Linked DNA regions of Mus musculus: all the other regions are linked to region 3. The links are chromatin contacts, called in public HiChIP or PLAC-seq and promoter capture Hi-C maps. All regions are on one chromosome and are shown on one strand. The core of a region is the stretch at or near the end of the contact, and the rest is flanking DNA. Distances in the headings are between cores, read along the strand shown.

Evidence for each region. Promoter capture Hi-C pulls out the DNA fragments that hold promoters and counts their contacts. HiChIP or PLAC-seq counts read pairs in DNA pulled down with a chosen protein or histone mark.
Region 1: a promoter capture Hi-C map of embryonic stem cells shows a contact between it and region 3, with 3 times the contacts expected there. The contact joins the promoter of Pkp1 here to the promoter of Gpr25 in region 3. A contact is called at or near these places in 9 of 39 promoter capture datasets (the 3T3-L1 cell line, cranial neural crest, embryonic stem cells and 3 more), 1 of 484 Hi-C or Micro-C datasets (embryonic stem cells), 1 of 115 datasets of contacts at active chromatin or transcription factors (bone marrow-derived macrophages) and 1 of 9 other capture datasets (macrophages).
Region 2: a contact with region 3 is called in an HNF4G HiChIP or PLAC-seq map of pancreatic cancer cells. The contact joins the enhancer-like site here to the promoter of Gpr25 in region 3. A contact is called at or near these places in 7 of 39 promoter capture datasets (the 3T3-L1 cell line, the C10 cell line, cranial neural crest and 4 more), 1 of 115 datasets of contacts at active chromatin or transcription factors (pancreatic cancer cells) and 1 of 9 other capture datasets (liver).

What each region holds. Positions count from the first base shown.
Region 1 is chr1:135,917,288-135,921,108 of GRCm38.p6, reverse strand. Pkp1 (plakophilin 1) reads left to right here and starts at 1,902. Exons shown (of 14, transcript NM_019645.3): 1 at 1,902-2,298. The coding sequence starts at 2,097.
Region 2 is chr1:135,955,839-135,960,143 of GRCm38.p6, reverse strand. Igfn1 (immunoglobulin-like and fibronectin type III domain containing 1) reads left to right here. Exons shown (of 27, transcript NM_177642.3): 22 at 141-443; 23 at 1,117-1,205; 24 at 3,251-3,446; 25 at 4,287-4,305. Among named protein-coding and RNA genes, the nearest start is that of Pkp1, 39 kb to the right of the region's middle. Within about 2 kb of position 1,648, at least 3 of the 459 cell types and tissues checked have an H3K27ac peak or open chromatin away from gene starts, as enhancers often do. A contact at or near this core is called in pancreatic cancer cells, where this site is marked.
Region 3 is chr1:136,259,061-136,263,104 of GRCm38.p6, reverse strand. It overlaps Gpr25 (G protein-coupled receptor 25), which reads left to right and starts at 2,179. Exons shown (of 1, transcript NM_001101516.2): 1 at 2,179-4,044. The coding sequence starts at 2,232. The coding sequence ends at 3,308.

The DNA.
Region 1 (3,821 bases), core at 653-3,152, 340 kb after region 3:
GCTAGACAAATTGAACTTTACACCCGGAAGCGGTTTTTTAAAGGAAATCAGTTTGGGCTTCCACGGACTTGATTTTCATAAGAATATGAGCTACCCCATCACCTGCTTCAGGGCCCTGTGTATTACAGAAGATAGCAGAATTATCATTATTTAAAGACTCAATTAAGGTTTATTGTGGCTAACATGTTAGGTCTCCGGTAGTCCAAGCGTATGCTATAATGGAGTTGCATTTTTATAAGCTGTTGTGTGTACTTTATAGTACACTTGGGCCCTCATGGAACCGATGTGTACAGCATTTAATGCCTATTTTATAGGACTTTTAAGAGAGGCTGGGTAGTGGGAAGGAGAAGCAGTGGCCCAGGAGCCACCAGGCCCGGTTAGAAGAGAGGCTTTGTCACTTACCGGGAACAAGCTGCCTCTCTTCTTACCATTAACATGTGGGGCCAGGCTGTGATGTGTACAGCAGTCTGTGGCTGGATGCAGACTCTCAAACGTGGAGTGGTGATAATGGATTGAAGGTGTCTCACTTTAGTCACCAACAATGGCATGTTTGGGCTCACATCTGTCTCGTTTGTTTGTTTGTTTGTTTGTTTGTTTGTTTGTTTTAAGAACACAACCCTCAAGTATAGCACTGTTTCTAGAGGAAGCTAAGGTCTGCTTTATAGCAATCTGCTGTGCAGGTGGTTCCTGTGACTGACGTCTGGAGAACAGCCGAGCTGCCTGTATGTGGTACCCACCTCTCTGGAAGAGAGGTGACAACCATCACGGGGTTGCAGTCAGTCTCCTTGGTGCATAAGTAGCAACCAGTCTTACTTTGTGATTTCTATGCAGATTAAAGGAGCAAGCAGAAGAGGACTCCTGTGGGCAACAAGGTACAGCTACACCTGAAGGCAAAACCAACGGCATTCAGTCACTGAGACCCTCAACCTAAGCTGACAAGATGTCACGGCTGCGCACATCAGTGATGGACACCCAGAACCAGAAACCCGAGGCATCAAGAAATGCATAAGATATTTCCAGTATAGCTTCAGTGGGTAAAGCAGGGTGTGATGCCTTTAAGAAAGATTGCCATCAAAGTGCTTTTAAGACTCAGCTGCTGTCACACACCAAATGCACTGCTGTGTCACCCTCCATCGCTCAGGAGGGTGCCACATGCTTGAAACATCCCCACACACATCCCAAGGTTGTGTGCACATAGAAGAGAACACACACAGTCCTTGGCACATAGTAGGGAGTTTTTCCAGTAAGGGTCTGAGTAGGTTTCAAGTTAGTGTTTATCTCAACTTCTCATTGGACGCCAGGCATTGGTGTGGGGGTAGTACATGCCTTTTCAGAGAAGGTCCATTATTGACAGGATTTCTGTGTTGGGTGTATCCACAAGTGAGTGTTACTTTGTGGGTTGTTTTGTTTTTTAAGTCTTGCCTTGCCCCTGCCCCTGACTTCACTCCCTTCAAGCTAAAGGCACTCTCTTTGGCCAGTGGCAAAAGATCCCTCATCCATCAGCCTGAGAGCTCCCAAGGAACAGGGCTGGTCTCTGACATGATCTCAATGCTTGAGGGTCGCTTTGCTTTAGGGGGCGAGGGGAGGCGGAGAGGGGGAACTGAGCTAGAAGAGCTCCCTTTTCCTCGACAGAGGTCCCCCGTTGGTCCTTAGCTGAGCACGCACTTTCTCCTGGAGGCAGCAGAAGCAGGACCCAGGGGCGTCTCCCCTGGACGTCACCTGGAGAGGAAGGACGAGCCTGGGAGCATTGCACACCGGGCACTCCCCGCCGCCCAGCACACACACCCCAGCTCCCTCCTGGCAGCCACAGTGCCCTGCAGCTCGCGTCTGAGCGGCGGCCTGCGGAGTGGGTGGCGCAGGGCAGGGGTGGTATATCCTGTCTGACGGAGGGCGGGTCCGGCCAGTGCCTACTGAGGGACGAGCCGGGGCGGAGGCGCCAGGAGCAGCAGCCGGGAGCCCTCACGCGGACCAGCGCTCTATGGCCAAAGGGAGCCGCTGAGAGGAGAACAGGCGCTCGCTCGCACCCCGGCTCGCACTCTCGCTCCCCTGGCCCGCACTCGCACCCTCGGCTCCCCTGGCCCGCGCCTCCCGCCACCATGAACCACTCTCCGCTCAAGACCGCGCTGGCGTACGAATGCTTCCAGGACCAGGACAACTCCACGCTGGCTTTGCCCTCTGACCAAAAGATGAAGACCGGCACGTCGGGCAGGCAGCGCGTGCAGGAGCAAGTGATGATGACCGTCAAACGGCAGAAGTCCAAGTCTTCCCAGTCGTCCACCTTGAGTCACTCCAACCGAGGTAAAGGCGCGCGGGCTGCGCGCGGAGCCCTTGGGACGGTGCGTCCCTCCCGATGCGCTTCCGTCGCCCCGTTGGGGACTGAATGTCAGCCCGCTTTGACGGAGTCTGTGAAGAGTGCCCACATCTCAGCAGTCAGGCCATTGCCACAGGGTGGACCCGGCCGCCCCCAGCTAGCCTGCTGCTGGGGATTGATGGCACGCTGTGGGTCAGGATGGGTAGCTCACTGGGGGACACAGCTGGGATTAACTCCTGAATCCAGATGGCTCTCTTTTCCCAGTCCTGCTTCAGGGGCACCAGCCTCCGATTATCTTCAAGTGTCTGTCCTAAAGTTTCAGACCCGGGTGCTCTCGCCTACCTCTCCCCACATCCTCTCATTCATGTTCCTCAGGCTTTGCAATCGTCAAAACCGGCTTGCGCCCAATAGGAGAGAGACAATAACCCTAGTGAAGGTGGTGTTTGAAGGAGGAAAGGGAGCGACTCAATTACTGTGATGGAGTTTGGTTCAGGAGAGGCATTATGGAATTGGGGGGGGGGTCAGGGAGCGCCCCCTACACACACACACACACACACACACACACACACACACACACACACACACACACACGTCCCTGGGATCCCTTGATATTTTACATAGAGTCTCTAACCAAACCAAAGATGCAAATCTGACTAGAAGACTATCATGGGGCCAGTTCTCTGTTAACAAGGAAGGAGGTGTGAGTGCTCACTCTCTTTCTCTAATCCTTAATACAGAGCCCCCTTCCCCTGACCCACCTTAAGTAGAAAATAGTGTCAAACCGGAACCAAAATGGATTGGGGGGGCACCACTCCCAGTCTCAACTGAGCCCTCTTCACAGTGAGTTTGGGCTTCCAGTCCTGTCCTCCCCGATGGCCCTGATGTGTGAGTGACAAGCCTCAGTTTGGGGGAGGCCAGGAGAAAGGGACCAGGTCCCTGAAGCTGAAGGTGGAAAGTGCACCTGACAAGGTGTTACAGGTGGGAATTTTAGAGTGAAATTTTCATACAAAGGATTCCCAGTAAGAAATATGCTAACCTTTGTTTAACAAATATCATTAGCAAAACTTGAACGTATTTGTTTTTATTATTTAACTAGATGGAGTAAAATGCTAATAAAAGTCCAGGTCAAACATGCTTATAGAGACCTGGTTGGGGGAGGGGGAGGGCGATGGGTAAAGGGACAAGGAAAAAACAAAGGAAGTAGACTTCTGCCACCCCTCCAGCGAGTCAGCAGGCCCACACTCTCTGCCCCTGGCATGTGTCCTCTTTCCTCTGTTCCCTAGTGATCCCTTGGTAGAACTAAGGAAGAGAAAATGGCTGTTGGCACACTCTGCCACCTCCCACACCAAAAAAGCTCTGCTGCTCCCGGTGCCCTTTGCCCCTGTCTGGGCGCCTGGCACCTCTCCTAACAGATGCGCACTCCCTTGCCTAACTCCCCTTTTATTTACCGCCTTTGTCACTGCTTCATTTGAAAGCAGGTTTGCAGTGACAAAGGGCCTCCTGGAGCCAC
Region 2 (4,305 bases), core at 399-2,898, 300 kb after region 3:
TGGTGGGTGAGTTGAGGGGGTAGCCAGGGACCCACAGTTCTGCAGAAACCCCTAAGTGAAAGAAGCCCCAAGACTCCTTGGTTGGAAGACTCCTCAGAGGAAGATGCCACACTCCTGAAACTTCCATGGTGCTTGCCCAGGACCCCCAGGGCCTGTGCGGGATCTACAGGTTACAGACACATCAAACACTAGCATCACCGTGAGCTGGATGGTGCCGGATGCCCGGGATGCTGATGAAGCCCAGGGATATATTGTGGAGTTGTGTGGTTCAGACAGCCATCAATGGAGCCCATGTCACGTGGGAACTGTGCCGGGCACCACCTTCACAGCCAAGGGGCTTCGGCCGCAAGAAGGCTACTTTGTGCGGGTGACAGCAGTTAATGATGGGGGCCGGAGCCAGGCCACTTCCCTGGACACATTGGTTCATGCCATGCCGGCCACTGGTGAGTGACACCTCCTTTCCCCACCATGAATCCTACAGACCCTTCCTGAGAGGCACTGCTATGCAGTCATCAGTTGCCTTCTTAACAGAGGGGTGGCAGGGAGCACTGAGCTAAGCGGACCCCTTTTAGAAATGTGTTCTCATTACAGCTCCAGGGATGACCACAAAGGCCCGAGATGCTTCACCCAGGGTCTCCCCATTGTTATGACACAGAACCATGATTTAAAACAAGTGACTCCGAGGAGTGGGCACTGCTTGGTTTGAGACAGCACATCCCCCAGCTCCCTGTTACCGCAAGGCAGATTGTGTTTCCCTTTGGGACTTAATCACTAGAAGCAGATCCTTTCTCTTTGCGAGCCATACCAATCCTCTCTAGTTGTCACTGTGACAATAAGGAGACAATAAAAAGCCAAGAGCTCCTGAGTCCAGAATCTTAGATTCTTGTCCTGGCTCTGATCTTCAATGGATGTCACCCCATTAAAAGATGTCACCCACCCTTCCCGGATAGCAACTTTGATTGTCCCACAAGACTGTCCCTGTCTCCCAGCCTTTTTTCTCCAACACACCCTTCCAAGCACTCTCTGTCAGGCCATTGGTTCAGCCTTCGATCTGCATCCTAGGTGAGCTAGCTGCTCACTGTGGAGGGAGGTGACAAGCCATCTTGTGTGTTCTAGTCTGTCCCAGGTTCCTCATGGACTCCGGCACAAAGGATACCCTGATGGTCAGGGTTGGGGACAGTATTCGCGTTCCTCTCTCCTTTGAAGTGAGTAGACCTGAAGCAGTGTGTGGCAGGCATGGGGGGGGGGTGTCACTGAGCAACCAGGAAACTAGACGATCGTGGAGTGTTCCTTCTTCTTCCTTATTATTCTTTAACCTTAGTCATAGACTTTGACTTGTCTCCTAAATAAGGTCCAATGTGAGGTGGGTAGGGAGGAAAATGGTTTTTGAAGCCAAGCTTGTATTTGGCCTCATGCTGCTGAGTGAACAGGGGTTACACACCCCTCTAGTGGTCACTTCAAATATTACACCTCCAAATTAGACCATCTCCTCTCCCCTTCTTAGTCCCAGAACTGAGGGAGCCGGCAAGGTAGATAATCATTTTTGCCTTTAGAATATATTTTTGTGCAAGTGAATGATCAGAGTCTGACTCAGGATGGTCCCCAGCCAATGTCAACACCACACAACTCTCCGTACAGTCACTAGTGTGGTAGTAAACACAGATTGCCTGATGCCGTCACCGCTCACTAATTTGACTCCTCATCTCTCACATGGTACTGAGTTCTTCAGTCTCTTACCAAAGAGACTAAGCTTACCAAAGGGCTGAGAAAGTGGTGGTAGCAACCTGGATGCTGTGCTCTGTGCTTTCCGCGCATCGTTGATGCCTAAATCCTTAGGACACCCCCATAGGCAACTTACTATTAGCATTCTCAGGTGCACACGATGGGGGTCCCATAGGCAGTGGGTAGCATCATCATCCCGCAGCTGAAGAGAGTTCTCACTGTTACATTATAGGCCTGACACTCAGATACAGATAAATCTTTTTTAAAGATTTATTTATTTATTTTTATGTAAATCAGTATATGGTTGTAAACCATCATGTGGTTGCTGGGAATCAAACTCAGGACCTCTGCTATTTGTCACTGTCTTCAGACGCACCAGAAGAGGGTGTCAGATCTCATTATGGGTGGTTGTGACCCACCATGTGGTTGCTGGGATTTGAACTCAGGACCTTCAGAAGAGCAGTCAGTGATTTTTTTTTTTTTTGAGACAGGGTTTCTCTGTGTAGCCCTAGCTGTCCTGGAACTCACTTTGTAGACCAGGCTGGCCTCGAACTCAGAAATTCGCCTGCCTCTGCCTCTGCCTCCCAAGTGCTGGGATTAAAGGCGTGAGCCACCTGCTCTTAACCAGCCCTGCCAGCTCCTTTCCTAAGCCTGCCACTCTCCTCTCCTCTCCAGTCACCACAGTTCCAGGCCAGATGCATAGTCTACTTCCTGCAGCCTCTCTCTATTGCAGGAACTCCCGAGACACCCCTAGCTTGCCTTGGGGGGAAGGAATACTCTCGTCCCAATGAGTCTCTTCTCACTCCCACCAAGTACGCTCATGTAAATCCAGAACTAGCTGCACTGTCCTAACTGCAGCACCTCGCTCAGTGAAGTCTAGATGTCTGCGTGGGGGTGAGGCTGAGGGCCAGAACCGTTTTACTGAGCCTCCCAGCTAAGCCTCTCTTCCTATCCCAGCATCCTTCCATACCTACCAGCTAGCCCCACACATCGCTACCTCCCTGAGAGCCTATTCCTCGTTGATCCCCATGTGCTCAGGCGCATCTCTTCCTGCCTAGAATGGTCCTTCTTGCCCTTCTACACTGGGCCCAGCTTATATACTTTTTCTTTTACAAAATTTCCTCCATGGAGAGCAAAGGTCAGGGAGGAAGCAATCACAAAGAACAGGAGCAAGAGGGTGACGGCCTTAAGGGAAGAAAGAAAAAATCAGCATGCTTTTTCGAGCGCACTCGAGTGCGTGCCTGTGTGCATGCGTGTGTGTGTGTGTGTGTGTGTGTGTGTGTGTGTGTGTGTGCGCGTGCGTGCATGCACGAGTGTGTGTGAGAGAGAATTGTGTACAATGAAAGCAGAAGGACTATAGCAGTGAATATCAGGAAGATTCAGTGATACATACACAATAAAATGTCATCAATAAGCCTATTATTTTATATGCTAACTACATAATTTATTTGAACAGACACTTTAAAAAAACAAATGAACAAACAAAAAACCTTCCTCTTCTCAATTTGAGCTTGCCCTTGGTTCTCAGGCTGCCCCCATGCCTGAGGTGACCTGGCTGAAGGACGGCTTGCCCTTGCCCAAAAGAAGTGTGACCACTGTGAAGGCTGGCCTCACGCAGCTTCTGATCCCTGCAGCTAGCCTCTCGGACTGTGGCCGATACACCGTGATGCTGAGGAACCTACAGGGGAAGGAAGCTACCCACAGCTTCTTCATCAATGTAGCAGGTGAGGCCGCTCAGCCAGGGAGCTCTCACCAGGGTGTGAAGGCTGCATCTGTCCTGGGCGTAGCTCCTTGTGCTGAGTGTGCAAGGTGACCACACTGTTGAGCCTACACACTTCAAGGCTCAGAGGCCAGGTAGAAGGAGAGTCCCTGAAAGCCCCGATGTTCTGACCTATGAACTTAAAGATACCACACCCTTACCTCTTATCTGTGGGGGTGTTTGTTTGTTTTTGTTTGTTTTGAGTCCAAGAGCAAAAATGGCCCCCAGCATTGCGTCACTAAAGGATACCATGGGGAGAATCTGCCCACGACCCTGGTGCAAGTTAAGATTGTCCCTTCCCTGGAATGACTCTCGTTCCCAGCCTGGAATGTTCAGAAATGCAGGAAGACTAACCGCAGGCATTTGTGATTTGATTTTATGAAAACTCTAACTTCTGTCCCTGTCCCATCATTTTATCTATTAAAAAGGTGAATAAGTAATTTTTTTGGAAGTCATCTGTGCTGGTGGGTACCTATAATCCCAGATGTGGGAGACTGAGACAGAACTCAGCGTTAAGGCTAGCCTGGGTTAATGTGGGTGAAACCCTGCCTCAAAAGAAAAAAAAAGAGCATTCTTTGGGGGATATTTTTCACCATGCAGAGATAATTGTATACTCAGACTTAGTTGGTAAGCCCTCTGGCCCATCGCCTGCCTGACAACAGTGTTCTGTAGATCCCCAGGAGAAGACACTAGCAGAATTTCATGTTCTCCTTTGCAACATGACCTCTCTCTCTCTCTCTCTCTCTCTCTCTCTCTCTCTCTCTCTCTCTCTCTCTCTCTCTCTCTCTTTCTCTCTCTCTCTCAGCATGCCCACAGGCACCAGG
Region 3 (4,044 bases), core at 930-3,429:
TGTTATAGCACGAGTGTGATCAGAAGACAGCTTGGGGAGGTAGGTTCATTCTTTCTACTGTGTAGATTGGGGCTTGAACTCAGGTCCACAGGCTTAATAACAAGCACTTTTACCTACTGAGTCATCTCAGCAGCCCAAGGAAAAAACTTCTTGGCCGGAACAGACTAGACATGAATCCCAGTCCCCACACGTTTGATTTAATGGATAGGTTTTTGCAGGACGGAGTCAGGTGAGGAAAATTAACTCTAGGCCCTTTCCCCTCACAAAAATGTAATCTGGCTACACCCGCCCTCTCTAGCTTAAAACCCCCTACGCTGTGAAAACTGGATTGGGATGGAAATTGGAAACCATCTAGCCCTCCATCCCACTTCCTATTCCCTGCCAGGTGGCTCTGTATATGAAAGGAAATGACCCAGGTGGGGTCCTGAGGCTCCCAGAATGGAGCCACGGGATCCATTGCTGACGATGCCTCTTTCACTCTCAGACGTGCCTAGGTTTGGATCATAAGTGATGTTAGCATCCTACTTCCAATCAATGTCAATCTGGGTGCACACACAGCTGCCCTTCTGTGCTCTGGCCCTATAAGGACAGAGACAGCTACCACACTGTTCCAAAGAAGAGACATCCCAGATCTCCCTCCAGTCTCTCCACATGGAGACCTGTACTGTATCTCCTGACACATCCTCTCTTTTCTGTCCCTAGTGTCAATAACTATGTCACTCAGTGGCAGGACTCTTGCCTAATGAGAGTGAAAGATCTTACCCCCCCTAAAATAAAACAACCACCATCTAACTCCTTCATGAATACAACAGCCCCCTGTGGAGTCCCTGTGGCTTGATGAGCCTTCCCCCTCTGTGACTCATACAGTCCTGCCAAATCAGACTGATGCCCAAAGCCTTCAGGATCAGGCCACAGCCTGCCAGTGTCTTCCTGCATGTCTCAGTATACTTGCTTTTTTATCCCTTCCTGGGCTGGCTCATCCTCTCTGCTTTGCCATTCCTTTTGACCTTTAACCCCTTCCTAGACCCGACCTGAACTGTCGCCCCTTCTGCGGACCTTTTCCCCGAAGCATGAACAGCTCCTCCTTCTAAGCGCTGAGTGGACGTGGTTTTAAACCTGTACCACAGTTTGACTGATGGCAGGCTGGCCGTTGCACACACAGCCTGTGTCTCTCCCCTCCTCGAGAAGGGATCTGAGGTCAAGAATGCATTTCTTGCAATGCAGAGGAAGCCAGTGCCTGCTGCACAGAGAGGTCCCCTGAGAGTGGAATGGGAAGGAACAAAGCTTAGACATCCTGCACCCCTTTAGCCACAAACCCTTTCCCATCAGTTCACAAGAACTCTCAGAGCTACTGTCTCATGATTTAGAATAGCAAATCTGTTGGATTGTTAGGGGCCATTTTGTGTCATCTTTTGTATAGAGGTTATAACCCTGTTTGACTTATCAGCTAGATTTTGAAGTATGGGGAGGAGGAGGAGGAGGGTTAACCCAGGGGCCTGGCCCCCTTCCAGCAGGGCCACCTGATTACACTTTCTGTCTCTAGCTTAGACCCTTTCCACACGGCTCCATGAGGCCTGGACCAGGACAGAAGTGTCACTCCAGGTGACACGTCTAGTCTTTTATCCTAGGAGGCTATTAATTAGTCCAAGAACTGTGGTGCCAATTCTTGATCGGGCACCAAGGGAATCTCCCTCAACCTTCAGACCCCTTCAAGTGCTACACAGCAGAGCAGATTAGAGAAGGAAGCCGAGGCGTTGCCCTCCCTCAGAAACCCTCATGCCTGGTCTGTCTCCCCACCCTCCACCCCCCCTCTAAAAACTAGAAAAGAAACGCCTGGTGAGAATCGAGAACAGGTTAGGGCTCTACGGCACCCACTGCCCCTTGCACCCTATCTCAGAGTCCCACTCCCTTCCCCCAGATACTAGGCCAAGCACCCAGAAATGATGAGCCACCAATTCTGAGTGGCCGCAGTTCTCTCAGCCCTAAGGACATCTCACAATACCCAGTTGTGCCCTTCCCTTTGGGTCAGCCCCAACTTGGAAGGTAACATCACCACCACAGAGGCCTGCCCCTCCCAGCCCCACACTCTTCTCACCCCAAAGCCTCGGCCTAGGGTGGCAGGAAGGGAGGGAGGGAGGTGCTGGGCACAGGCTGTGAAAAGCAAACCCCCTCCTGCTCAGAGAGGGCAGCCGCCCTGCGCCAGGATGCACGCCGGCCCGGTGACCCCGGCCATGCAGTCCACCGAACCCTGGAGTCCTAGCTGGGGCACGTTGTCCTGGGACTATTCGGGCTCGGGCTCCCTGGACCAAGTGGAGTTGTGCCCTGCTTGGAACCTGCCTTACGGCCACGCCATCATCCCAGCGCTCTACCTGGCGGCCTTCGCCGTGGGCCTGCCGGGCAACGCCTTCGTGGTGTGGCTACTGAGCCGGCAGCGCGGGCCGCGGCGGCTGGTGGACACCTTCGTGCTGCACTTGGCGGCCGCCGACCTGGGCTTCGTGCTCACGCTGCCGCTGTGGGCCGCGGCAGAGGCGCGCGGCGGCCTCTGGCCCTTCGGCGACGGCCTGTGCAAAGTCAGCAGCTTCGCGCTGGCGGTCACGCGCTGCGCGGGCGCGCTGCTGCTGGCGGGCATGAGCGTGGACCGCTACCTGGCGGTGGGCCGGCCGCTGAGCGCGCGCCCGCTGCGGAGCGCGCGCTGTGTGCGAGCCGTGTGCGGCGCCGCCTGGGCTGCGGCGTTCCTGGCGGGTTTGCCGGCCTTGCTCTACCGGGGACTGCAGCCGAGCCTGGACGGCGTGGGCAGCCAGTGCGCCGAAGAGCCCTGGGAAGCGCTCCAGGGTGTCGGGCTGCTGCTGCTGCTACTGACCTTCGCGCTGCCGCTGGCTGTCACCCTGATCTGCTACTGGCGCGTGTCGCGCCGCCTGCCGCGCGTCGGTAGGGCCCGGAGCAACTCCCTGCGCATCATCTTCACCGTGGAGAGCGTCTTCGTGGGCTGCTGGCTGCCCTTCGGCGTCCTGCGCTCCCTCTTCCACCTGGCGCGGCTCCAGGCGCTGCCGCTGCCCTGCTCCCTGCTGCTGGCTCTGCGCTGGGGTCTGACTGTCACCACCTGCCTGGCTTTCGTCAATAGCAGTGCGAACCCGGTCATCTACCTCCTGTTGGACCGCTCATTCCGCGCCCGGGCCCGGTTCGGGCTGTGCGCGCGCGCCGGGCGCCAGGTGCGCAGGATCAGCTCGGCCTCCTCGCTCTCCAGGGACGACAGTTCGGTGTTCCGGGGCCGGTCCCCGAAGGTGAACTCTGCCTCGGCCACTTGGTAGCCTCCCCGGGATGGCGCAGGTGGAACGGTGCTTCAAAGAGAGGAACCATGTGCTTGCAGATGCGCCAGGGGACTGCCCATCAGCTTTCTCGGAGCTGGCTGTTGGGGCTGGCTGTTCTCACAAACCGATGGGGAAGGATGGGCTATTATATTAGTTTTCTCCAGGGCAAGAAAAGCTGTAGACACTCACCTGGAGAAGCGGGTTCACCTAGTAGATGGGAGGGAAGTGGGTTCTGTTCTCTGCTTCATTCTGTGTAATTCAGCCCAAATATCCAAACCAGACTCTCAAAGGTCCTTCTTGCTCCTGACTGTTCTTGCCCCTACAAAAGCCATTGTCCTTTGAGGAATTTCTTCTCCTGGTCAGCCCTCTAGCAACACCATCTCAAACACCTCTCCCTTCCCCTCCCCTCCCTCTTCCCCTCCCTCTCCCTCTTCACCTCCCCCTCTCCCTCTCTCTCCCTTTTCTCCTCCCCCTCTATCCCCTCTCCCTTTCCCTTTCCCGCTCCCCTCCCTCTTCCCTTTTCCCTCCCCCTCTATCCCGCCCCCCCCCCTTCTCTCCAGTCATCACTATGTTATCTATATTGTTTCTCATCCCCAATTCGGGTTTTCGTTTTCAAAGGCTCACGAAAGACATGGAAACTAACCCTAGCGTGAACAGTCCTGTGAGCAATTTGGTCCTTCCCACCCATTACCTCACACTGGTGTGGCAACCCTTCTCCCATCTAGAGACACCTGTG